Regions from separate parts of the Arabidopsis thaliana genome. Here region 2 is linked to region 1. Evidence: chromatin contacts called from public capture Hi-C data. All regions are on one chromosome and are shown on one strand. The core of a region is the stretch at or near the end of the contact, and the rest is flanking DNA. Distances in the headings are between cores, read along the strand shown.

Evidence for each region. Capture Hi-C pulls out chosen DNA fragments and counts their contacts.
Region 2: a contact with region 1 is called in a capture Hi-C map of root, with 4 times the contacts expected there. A contact is called at or near these places in 1 of 26 Hi-C or Micro-C datasets (callus) and 3 of 3 other capture datasets (root, seedling and shoot).

The regions. Positions count from the first base shown.
Region 1 is chr1:23,080,400-23,085,770 of TAIR10.1, reverse strand. It overlaps ACO2 (aconitase 2), which reads right to left and starts at 3,735. Exons shown (of 4, transcript NM_104918.5): 1 at 3,318-3,735; 2 at 2,994-3,220; 3 at 2,184-2,517; 4 at 1,518-1,990. The coding sequence starts at 3,431. The coding sequence ends at 1,703. Phox2 (Octicosapeptide/Phox/Bem1p (PB1) domain-containing protein / tetratricopeptide repeat (TPR)-containing protein) reads left to right here. Exons shown (of 1, transcript NM_104919.4): 1 at 1-1,478. The coding sequence ends at 1,139.
Region 2 is chr1:23,149,662-23,155,208 of TAIR10.1, reverse strand. FMO GS-OX2 (flavin-monooxygenase glucosinolate S-oxygenase 2) reads right to left here and starts at 3,564. Exons shown (of 7, transcript NM_104933.3): 1 at 2,796-3,564; 2 at 1,662-1,732; 3 at 1,066-1,221; 4 at 857-939; 5 at 621-756; 6 at 372-545. The coding sequence starts at 3,339.

The DNA of each region.
Region 1 (5,371 bases), core at 2,486-4,985:
GGATGTTGAGATTGCATGTTGTTGATGTGAGTCCTGAGCAAGAGCCGATGTTGCTCGAGGAAGAAGAGGAGGAAGTGGAAGAGAAGCCTGTTATAGAAGAAGTCATATCATCTCCTACAGAATCACTATCGGAAACAGAGATCAACACTGAGAAGACAGATAAGGAAGTTGAAAAGGAGAAAGCAAGTTCTTCTGAAGATCCTGAGACCAAGGAATTGGAGATGGACGACTGGTTGTTTGATTTTGCTCATCTGTTCCGTACTCATGTCGGTATTGACCCTGATGCTCATATTGATTTACATGAGTTGGGAATGGAGCTTTGCTCAGAGGCGCTTGAAGAAACTGTGACAAGCGAGAAAGCTCAACCACTATTCGATAAAGCTTCTGCGAAATTCCAAGAAGTCGCTGCTTTAGCTTTCTTTAACTGGGGAAATGTTCACATGTGTGCCGCTAGAAAGAGGATTCCTTTAGACGAATCTGCGGGAAAAGAAGTGGTTGCTGCACAACTTCAAACCGCTTACGAGTGGGTGAAAGAGAGATACACATTGGCAAAGGAGAAATATGAACAGGCTCTCTCGATCAAACCAGATTTTTACGAAGGTTTGCTTGCGTTAGGACAGCAGCAATTTGAAATGGCGAAGCTACACTGGTCTTACTTGCTAGCTCAGAAGATCGATATCTCAGGTTGGGATCCGTCGGAAACCCTAAATCTCTTTGACAGTGCAGAGGCGAAGATGAAAGATGCTACAGAGATGTGGGAGAAGCTTGAAGAGCAGAGGATGGATGATTTAAAAAACCCGAACTCGAACAAGAAAGAGGAAGTTTCAAAGAGGAGAAAGAAGCAAGGAGGAGATGGGAATGAAGAGGTTTCAGAGACAATCACAGCTGAGGAAGCAGCAGAACAAGCGACTGCAATGAGATCACAGATCCATCTGTTTTGGGGAAACATGCTGTTCGAAAGATCGCAAGTTGAATGCAAAATCGGGAAGGATGGTTGGAATAAGAATCTTGATTCAGCTGTTGAAAGATTCAAACTTGCAGGTGCTTCTGAAGCTGACATAGCAACAGTTGTCAAGAACCATTGTTCCAATGAAGCCGCTGCTACCGAAGGAGATGAGAAAAAGGTACCTGCGCCTTGAAACCCTTTATCCGAACAAGAATTACGATATCAAAAGCTATGAAACAAAAACCGATTCTCGCTTAATGAATGGTTGTGTGACTGGAAAATAACCCTGAAGATGTAGACTACTGAATCTTGCTTGATTTGATGATTCTCAGATGTTTTTTTTAAGTTTATCTTCTTCACCTCAAAGGTGATAAATTTTCCAGGGCATTTGTTAGATAAATTTGTAAACTCTGTTTAAGTTTCAACCTTTTAAGTATTTGTGTTGTTTTTGCATTAGTGATTGATTCTTCTGAACTTCCTTCTTCTTCTTTAATGATAAAAGCTACTTTAGCTTCATTTGTGTTAAGTTCTGAAACAGAGTGTTTTGACTTGATTTGGTGATGACCACGTTAGAACTCTTAGAATTTAGATTTTTATAATTATTATCATCTTCCATAAACATAAACACCCCACACTTTAAAACACACCAATTGACCAACAATTAATCAACACTAATACAAGTTTTAACTTATTGCCATAACACACAACACAAACTCATCTTTCTTTCTCTGCTTCACTTGAATCTCAAATCCATTTTTAGAAAGTCTCTACGGCTGCTGTAGGATTCAGTTCTGTAACTGCAGAAGCATTCTTCATTGCTGCGAACCGTGGCTCCTTGGGCTGAAACTTGACCCCTGCATAAAGCTTCATGTAGTCATCAAAGACGAAACTCGGGTACTCGGAATCTTTCTCGACAAGCGAAGTAGCTGGTGAGATCTCCGCATCGCTTCCCGGGTTGTAAAACGATGCAACCGACATCCTGTTTCCTTCTTGTTGAGTCACCACACGGTGCAGCACACTCTTATACTTCCCGTTGGTTATCACCTACAGACAATTCAGATCGGTTTAGCTGTACCGAATCATACTCAATTAAGATTGCATGTCGTTCTTCCGGTTTAACTCGGTTATAACATTTACTAACCGTTTCCTATAGTTCCATCAAACCGAGACTAAACCATAACACATTGGTTTTGTTAGCAAAAAGATATTTTGAAAATGTGGTGTGAACATGACATACCTCAAGTTGGTCACCAAGATTGATGACAATAGAGTGGTTGAGAGGAGGAACATCAATCCAGTCACCATCTTTAAGAAGCTGGAGACCACTGACCTTGTCGTCTTGAAACAACAAGATGATGCCTCCTGCATCAGTGTGGGCCCTAAGACCTTTGATCATCTCTGGTTTAGGACATGGTGGATAATTGCTCACCTTTGTCCCAAAGGTTGGGCCTTTTGTTCCATGAAACACTTTCTTCAAATACCCTTTCTCTAACCCTAGATTCTCACACAGTAGATCCAACAAATCCTCAGCAAGATTCTCCAGTCTCTTACCAAAGTCTTTCATGGCCGTCCTGCCAAATCAGAATATATTACATAATATTTCCCAAAAAAGAAAATGATTATGCTTCACTATGCAAGTTTCAAGTTACTTTTAAGTAAAATAATAATTTTTAAATGGGTTTTAACAATAAAATATTTACCAATAAATATCACAAAAAGTCAGAAATTCTTAAACTCATGCATGTGAGAAAAAGTAAAAAGTAAGAAAATATTTATAATTAAAGGTAAAAGAGGTAGAGTGTACAACTGAAATTTTTTTACAGTCAATTTGAGATTTATTTAAGAAAAATAGAATTAAATTCGGTCCTACAAATAAGTGATAATTAACTGGCCTTATTGGTATTCATGTATCCTAAGAGATGTTATGATTAAGGGGGAGTTTTTGTGTGGTGACTAATTTTTTTCATAGAAGAAAATAAATATTATTTATCACTAAATGAATATAACATTCGATCTAAAATAGTATTTTTCTAAAAACATTATGTACCTGTATTCATCAGACACATCTGAAATGTCATTGAGATTGGATTGAGGGAGGTGACGAACGTAGAAAGTGCTTTCCCAATCGACATCTTCGACTTCTGTCTCAAGATTATCCAAACCTTTGGACTTGAGCATGTCATTGAACTTTTGTTCTTGGCATGTCTTGTAATGGTCCTTTGTCATCTTCTCGATCTTGTCCATTAAGTCATGTGGTAATCCATGGTTCACTATCTGAAAAATGAAATTAACAAAAGATCAACCTTACCACTAAGAGCTAGCTATAGTCAAATCTTTTCAAACAATAATATGTTAGATATTGTGTATGTACCTCAAAGAAGCCCCAATTCTCACAAGCTTCATTGATTAGAGCCATGGTTTGGTCTCTCTCTTCCCCATTGAGCTTGGACAAGTCTACTACTGGAAACTTCATGTTCTTCTCCATCTTTCTTTCTCTCTCTCTTCTTTGAAAGTAATCTATTTGAAGTTACAAGTTGTGTATTTGTTAATTGCTTTGATGTGAGACTTGTAGAATGAGAGAGGGTTGCTATTTATAGGCGCAAATGAGAGAGATTGGCTTTCAATAAAATAAATAAAATTCTGAGAAAATATGTGCGAGTCATAGTCATAGATAAGATGTATAAATATGTTTCATTCAAATTGTTAAAAAAGAAGAAGTTAAAGTAAAAGAAACAAGAGTTCGTGGAGCATGTATGTGAGCACATCATAGATGGACCCCTACCATCTCCTTTCTTTAAGAGATTGATTCATTTGGCATTTTCCTTTTGGGTCTCTATTTATACACTTCAATTGGTTTCTTTTCTCTTCCCTTTTGGGGTTATTTTATTCGAAATAGTTTGAAAAATTTACGAAAAAAGAGAACAATAATGAGAGATTTCAAGTATTTCGAAACAACTCTGAATGACAAAGTTTACTAGTTGAGCCCATCGTTTGAATCATATAACCAAATTTGAGAAGAGACCCTTCCTAAAAAGGAGACTAGTTCTATCACTTACATTTTCCATTTTCAGGATACTGATTTCGAAAATTACTTGATATCCTTTTTATAAGGAATTTTTAAAATTGCAATAATGTAACATTCTAGGATTCTTTTCAAATGTGTAACACTTTACTTCTTTTGTATTTTAGATTTGGCTTTGCACACCGTCCGAATTATTTCCAGTATAAAGATTTTATTTTTATCAGACAAATCATCTGTTGATCCATAAAACTCGCTTAATTTGTCTCTTTTTATCATTTATCACATAATTTATTTTGTCTTGTATATTTATTGAAACTTACTTGTTAGAGATTCTCTACCCACTTGTTCTAGGATTTTTTTTTTTTTTTTGTATAGAATAAATGTATATTGAAAATACAAGTTCTTATATCAAGTGTGCCATCAATTTTCTAGTATCAAGGATAATTCATGGTGATATTGATAGCATGTATATCATCTTTCGAATTGATGTAAGAACTAAGAAACCTTTATCAAAAAAATTCTCTAATATATTTGTTTTTAGGAGATATTATGTATCAGTGTTTCAGAAAAATAGAAAGCATATGGGATATAAACTACCAAATTTACAGGGTGGCTTGTTTGATAATATTCGCCACCTTTTAATATATCAATTCATCTTAAAATTCCTTCACACTTTCTACGTTGATCTGATGTTTCATAATTAAAGAATACAAGTCAAATAATTATATATTGGAATTAAATTTATCGAATATTCCTACTCAACTTAAAGAGTGCATTATGGTATAAAACCATAAAATATTACTTCTTTCTTTTCACTTTATTAAAAAACCTGTTTTCTAACTCAATAATTCATCCAAAACAATATCACAACCATAAGCCGTCGTTACGTATACACAATGTAAAATGTTATTAGTTAGTTACTAGTTGCAATTAAGCTTATATTACATAATAAACTGTTGAATAACACAATGTCTCTTTCTCACTCTCCCTATCGTCTTAAAAACGTTAACCAAAGTGAGAACAAAGACTTCGGTCGTGGCTGCTACCTACTTTTCTCTTGGGCGATCTTAGACTCCATTCATGCGCGTGATATAATTTTTTATTTTCCAATAATTGTCTAATGGGTACACATGATTATGAATATATAATGTTTAGATCTAGATTAAAGTTTGGTTGGAGAAAAAGAGAAATTAAAGTGTGCATTTGAAACAGTTTAATGCAGTATTCATAAATCATAATCATATGTGTAGTGTGTACGCACATAATCTATGAACTATGATATGAGTACCAAAAGATAACATGGGAAGCAAAAATTAAGATAGATGTAAGTTTAAAATTTAAATATATATTTGGTTCCCATCATACCCTGTATATTCACTATTTCATGCGAGTTTGGTTCAATT
Region 2 (5,547 bases), core at 2,315-4,814, 70 kb before region 1:
GAAATATATTTTTTTCAAACAAAGTCATTGACATGATTTTATTCTTGAGTCGATAATATTTCTTTGATTGTTTGTTTACATTTTACTTGAATTTCTATTAGTTCAGTTTTTTAAAAAAAGTTCATCAACAATTTTAGGCAAAAAAAAAAAAATACTTTGTTAATTGTAAATCTAAAAATTAAAAGCCTTACGTTTGCATTTTTTCTTTGCAGAAACTTTTTATGGTGAACAAAAAGAGGTTTTATAATTAAAACATGTGAATTATGTTTCAAAAAAAAAAATTCACAAGAAAACGTGAAAAAATGATTTTGAACTAATCGAATTTATTTAGATATAGGCATGTAATCATATTCAGAATATAAGGTACTCACCTGAATTTTACCCAATTTATGTGTATATCTTTTAGGAATGCCTACCGCATCAAGCGATGCATACCACGCACTAATATCTTCCATCATCTTATCTTCTGTGGGAAGTGTAACCCGCCTTGACAAGACTGCTGCCACCCATTTGCTTTGGATTTCAAACATAACAAATTGTATGCCCTGATAAAAAAAAGATAAAGATAAAAACCAAGTGAGACTTGAACTCGGAACCCCAAGATATTGTTTGAGACTAACCATCGATGGTAAACCAACGAATGAAAGACCAGGAGAAAGCGCAGGTGGAAATACATGCTTGTATAGATGTTCTACGCGGTTTTCATCAATGTTCATATAGCCATTGGTTTCAAGGAATGTGAAGCGATATTTATATCTACACACATAGACCGAAATATATGGTAAATCAGTAGTACATTTCACATTATTAATTTTGGTAACTATGAGCATAAAAATACTGAAAACTACGAATATACCCAGTGCAATACACAATGCTATCAGCATATACCACCTTCCCGTTTTTGAAAACAATGGACCCATCTTCATATGCCGTGTCTATCTTCAACATATCAAAAAGGAAAACATTTTAATACTATCATTCGATAATTACCTTTAAAATTAAATTCCACGAGTATAAATTAAAATCAAAATTATGGTTAAATAAAATAAAATTTGTCTGTTTTACTTCCGAATGAATCCATAGATTGTTCCGAGGCACGGGAAGCTTTTCGTATGTATCAAATTCACTCGCTCTAGATGCAATGTGAACTTCTTTCGCGACCTTAGCTATGTCCCTACTAATATCGGCACCGCTAGCAAAATTTCCGATGACCACCACCACCTGCCAAAGCACCAACACAAAAATGCTTCTCTTTTTTTTTTTTTTTTGTTAAAAAATCGGATCATACATGAACCTAAATATGATATGAATTATCTCTAACATTTCTAATAATAAAATGTTGTTTGATGGACGATTATGAACATCTCTTGCATGTTCCAGCTAAATTCCTCCGATCTTCTTTTTTCCAGCTAAATTCATAGATATCAAATCGAGAATTCAAATTCAGTATACAAATTACAAAACTTTTGGAAAATATATATGCGTGTCTTTATAACACGTTTCTTGCTACAATATGTTATTTATTCTTATTAATTATTGAATGAGACTTTCTACCCAAAAAAAAAATTATTGAAAGAGACTTTTTTTGGTAGAACTAGTAGAAAAAAACTCATAATAGAAAGTATAAAGGGACTACTATCTTTAAAAAAAAATACAATTACCTCGTTTTCGAATGGCCCAGGAACTCTGTAGTTGTGGCTATGGATCTGCTTTCCTGGCCACGATTTTATACCTAAAGATATAGATAGTTCTGATAGTTTTAGATTATATGTTAGATTGAAGTCTTAAGTTATTCATCAAGATCGGACGATGTATCTAGAAAATTGTAATCTAAAATCCAGCAGTGGCAAATGATTCAATCACTAACTGGTTTTTATAAGGGTAATATTAGAAACTAACTATAAAATTGAAAAGAATCAAGTAACTAACAATTGTCAGTTTTTCTACGGATAAATAACTATATGACGGCATAAGAAAATACAAAACTATCCTTGCAAGTTGAACCAAAAGCAGACTTATGTAGATATATTTGATGTTTTTTAGCAAATCGCATGAAACATGTTAAAATAGCACGATATTTATAAAAAATATGACATTTTATAACGTACATTTTACACAAATAGCATGTTATATAAACAAATATCGTTTTATTTGAAAAGTTGAACCAGGAGCAAGCTTATACGAAGATAAAATAATAGATTTAAGAAAGTTTTAACATTTAAATCATGTTTTTAGAAGAAATTACATGTGATTTAAATAAATAATGTGTTATATGAAAAAGTAGCATGTTGGGAGAGAGAGATTTCTAGTTATCACGTGTAATTCAAAAAAGTATCGTCGTATAAAAGAAAATAACATACAATTTAAAAAGAAAACATAACGACGGAGATTCCAAGAAAGAATCAAAATCGAATAAAAAATGACAAATCTTCTGCAAATTGAAGGAGAGATGATCTATCAATATAAATAACGTTTGAGAGCCTAGATTTATCGAAAAAGAGATCGGGTGGTTGTGATGGTGGAAGATGTGGTGGTTGTGGTGATGGGAGAAAGAAAGATGAGATGATTCTAAGTGTTTTATTTGATTTTGAAAAATACCATGTAATATATATAAAATACGAAAAATGGGTAAAAAAGTAATTGCAAGTGAAGAAAGAGAGTGTGGTCTGACACCATGGCTATTTTGTTAGTTCTTTTACAATCCATAGTTTTATAAAAAATGTTACATAAATATATGTGAGAAAACAAAGTTATTTTTTTAAAAATAAAATAAGTAGTTAGAAAATGATCTTTACCAGGAATATGAGCAACGTTTGGTTCTGTATAGTGTCCACTGCAAACAACAACGGCGTCAAAGATCTCATCGTGGGAAACACCGCCAGAGGTTTTAGACCAGACCCTCCATTTCCCGTTAACCGGTTCAACCCGAACCACCTCGATCTCGAACCGAACCATCTCCTCTAGGTTAAACTCTCTAGCAAAGTCTTGAAGGTACGCAAGAACTTCCATGTGGCTCGGATACCGTCTCGAGTCTCTTGACTCGTCATCGAAACGAGGCACAAAAGGGAAGTCCGTGAAACCCATACATTCTCGTGGGAGGTTGGTTCGGAGAGACTCGTACACGCTCGAGTGGACTATGGAACGGGTTGGGTCAAGGCTAAGCGGGTCGGATTCGGCTTTGGGTGAATAGATCCAGAGACCTCCTACTTCTTTCTCCCGCTCTAATACGACAACAGTGTGACCTTCACGACTGAGCTCCCTAGCCGCTACGAGACCGGCTGCTCCGGCTCCGATGACTACCACGTGTTGAGAACTGATCGGGTTTTGAGCTGGTGCCATATATTTGAACTTTATGGTATGGTGGATTTTTCTTTATTTGGTAGGAGACTGTCGTATGATCTCTGTGTTTTGGTTAAAGGTCGTTCCGTGCTATTAATGGGCTTATATAATAGAACTGAAACAAGATGGCTAATCATCATCATTTTCGTACTTTAACCAAAAACAAAAAAAAAACCATCTTTGTTGTAAGAACAATATACTTCATACAAAAATATTCGATCATTCTATTGTAAAAATGGAAGGGGAAATATCCGAAAAAGCACAATTTATTTTGTTATAAAATTAGCTGAAATTGTTTTGTTGTCAGAACAATACACAAACTAATTTAACTTAATAAAAGAATATGATCGAATTTAAAATCTGATTTTCTTCATTCAACAACCGTTACCGGTGTAAACCAAATCGTCAAAATAGAGTATATAGGCATGGCTGCCAGCTTGAACTAAAATAGTAAGAGACTTTTGACGGATCTAGGAGTAGTGAAGCATAGTGATCCGATGTTGATGTTTTGTGATAGGAAATCAGCATTGCACATTGCTGTTAACCCAATGTTCTATGAGAAAACTAAAAATATCAAAGCGGATTATCTTAGTATAAGAGATGTGGTTCAATATTATTACATATAATGTTCGAACCACATAGCCTTGAGAAGTTCCTGTTTTAGCTACTTGTCCAAGTTGAGCGTTTGTGATTTACATATATACTCAAACTTGAAAGGAAGTGTTAAAGTTTTATATGGTTCTACAATTTTCGGAGATATATGTTTATTAATTAGAGTGGGTACGGGATAAATCTTATGTTAAGATAAGGATTAGTAAGTTTAGTGCTTAAATTAATATATATAATTGTGTATTAGTGTATATATATATTGGTGCATGTGATCAATAAACTTAACTTTTCCCAAATCATCTTGAATTTTGAAACCATATTGAAAAACCATTGTTAAAAATATTTTCAATAACTGGATATTAAAATATTTTCCACAATCAATACTTCAATAGTTCTAGTTTTAAAATTCATAATAGAAAAACATAGGATTTATCATTTTAACATTAATTATTTAAAATGTGTGATTAAATTCATATATACCTCAAATGAAGAAAGAGAAGGAAGAAAAATATTTCATCCATTTCAAAATGTAAGATGTTTTGGAAGTTAGGACAGAGATTGATAAAATTTATGCTTTTAGTCAAATATATATTTTTAATAAGAAATACTCGGTGAAAGCCAATGAAGAAAAACAGTCATTTAATTCTTTATAAACCTTTTAGATAAAACTTTTTAATTAATATTTCTTTTATATGAAGATATGAAAACATCTATATTTTGACTCAAAAGAAAAACTCTAAAACAACTTATATCCCGTTTTAAAACGGAAAGAGTAAGTTTTAGCTTGGATATTACAATTTCTTAATTACATTTACCGATTTACGGACCTTGATTGCATTTTGAAAGGGACGGGCCATGGACCCAGACCTAACCGCAAATGGATGGACACGTACCCTCTCTTTCATTTATCTTCTTCAACGAATAGCCACCTAAAAGTACGAAGGCTTGGACCGTTCGGTTAATTGCGTTTTGTGGGTTGAGTGAAATATTTAATAAGCTTACTATTTAAATCGTCAAGTCATGTTATTTCAGTCTTTGCATAATTCACGTGTTTTGCTACCCGGCAAAATCGGCAACTTTATCTCAATCATTGTAGAATCAAGTGAAGAATAAACGTGACACAACTACCCGATTTTTGTTTGTAGCTTGTACATTTCTTCCTTTATTTTTTTTTGACATCCGTAAATTTCTTTTTTCTTTTTAGTAAATTTCTTGATTTTTTCTAATCCAGAAAAATCAAATTCTGACTTTATCCATCAATAATAGAGTTTTATGCAAAAAAAAAAACAATCTTAAAATCAACAATTTTTCAACTACCATTCATGTCGAAAAAATGCAAAATCATATGAAGTAAAAAAATAATACGGTATTGTATATAGCCTATTTTAACAACTTTACATATATTGATTTCATATAATTATTCTGTATTTTTTGGACGTGAAGGATAAAATTACAAAAATAAACGATTTTGACGTTTTTTGGTACAAAAACCATCAATAACATGGTCTTAGATCTTAACCATATATGGTTCCTACAAAAGTCTTATACATTAACTTTGTGTAGGTGATCAATCTACATCAATAATTTGGTCTTGTAGGG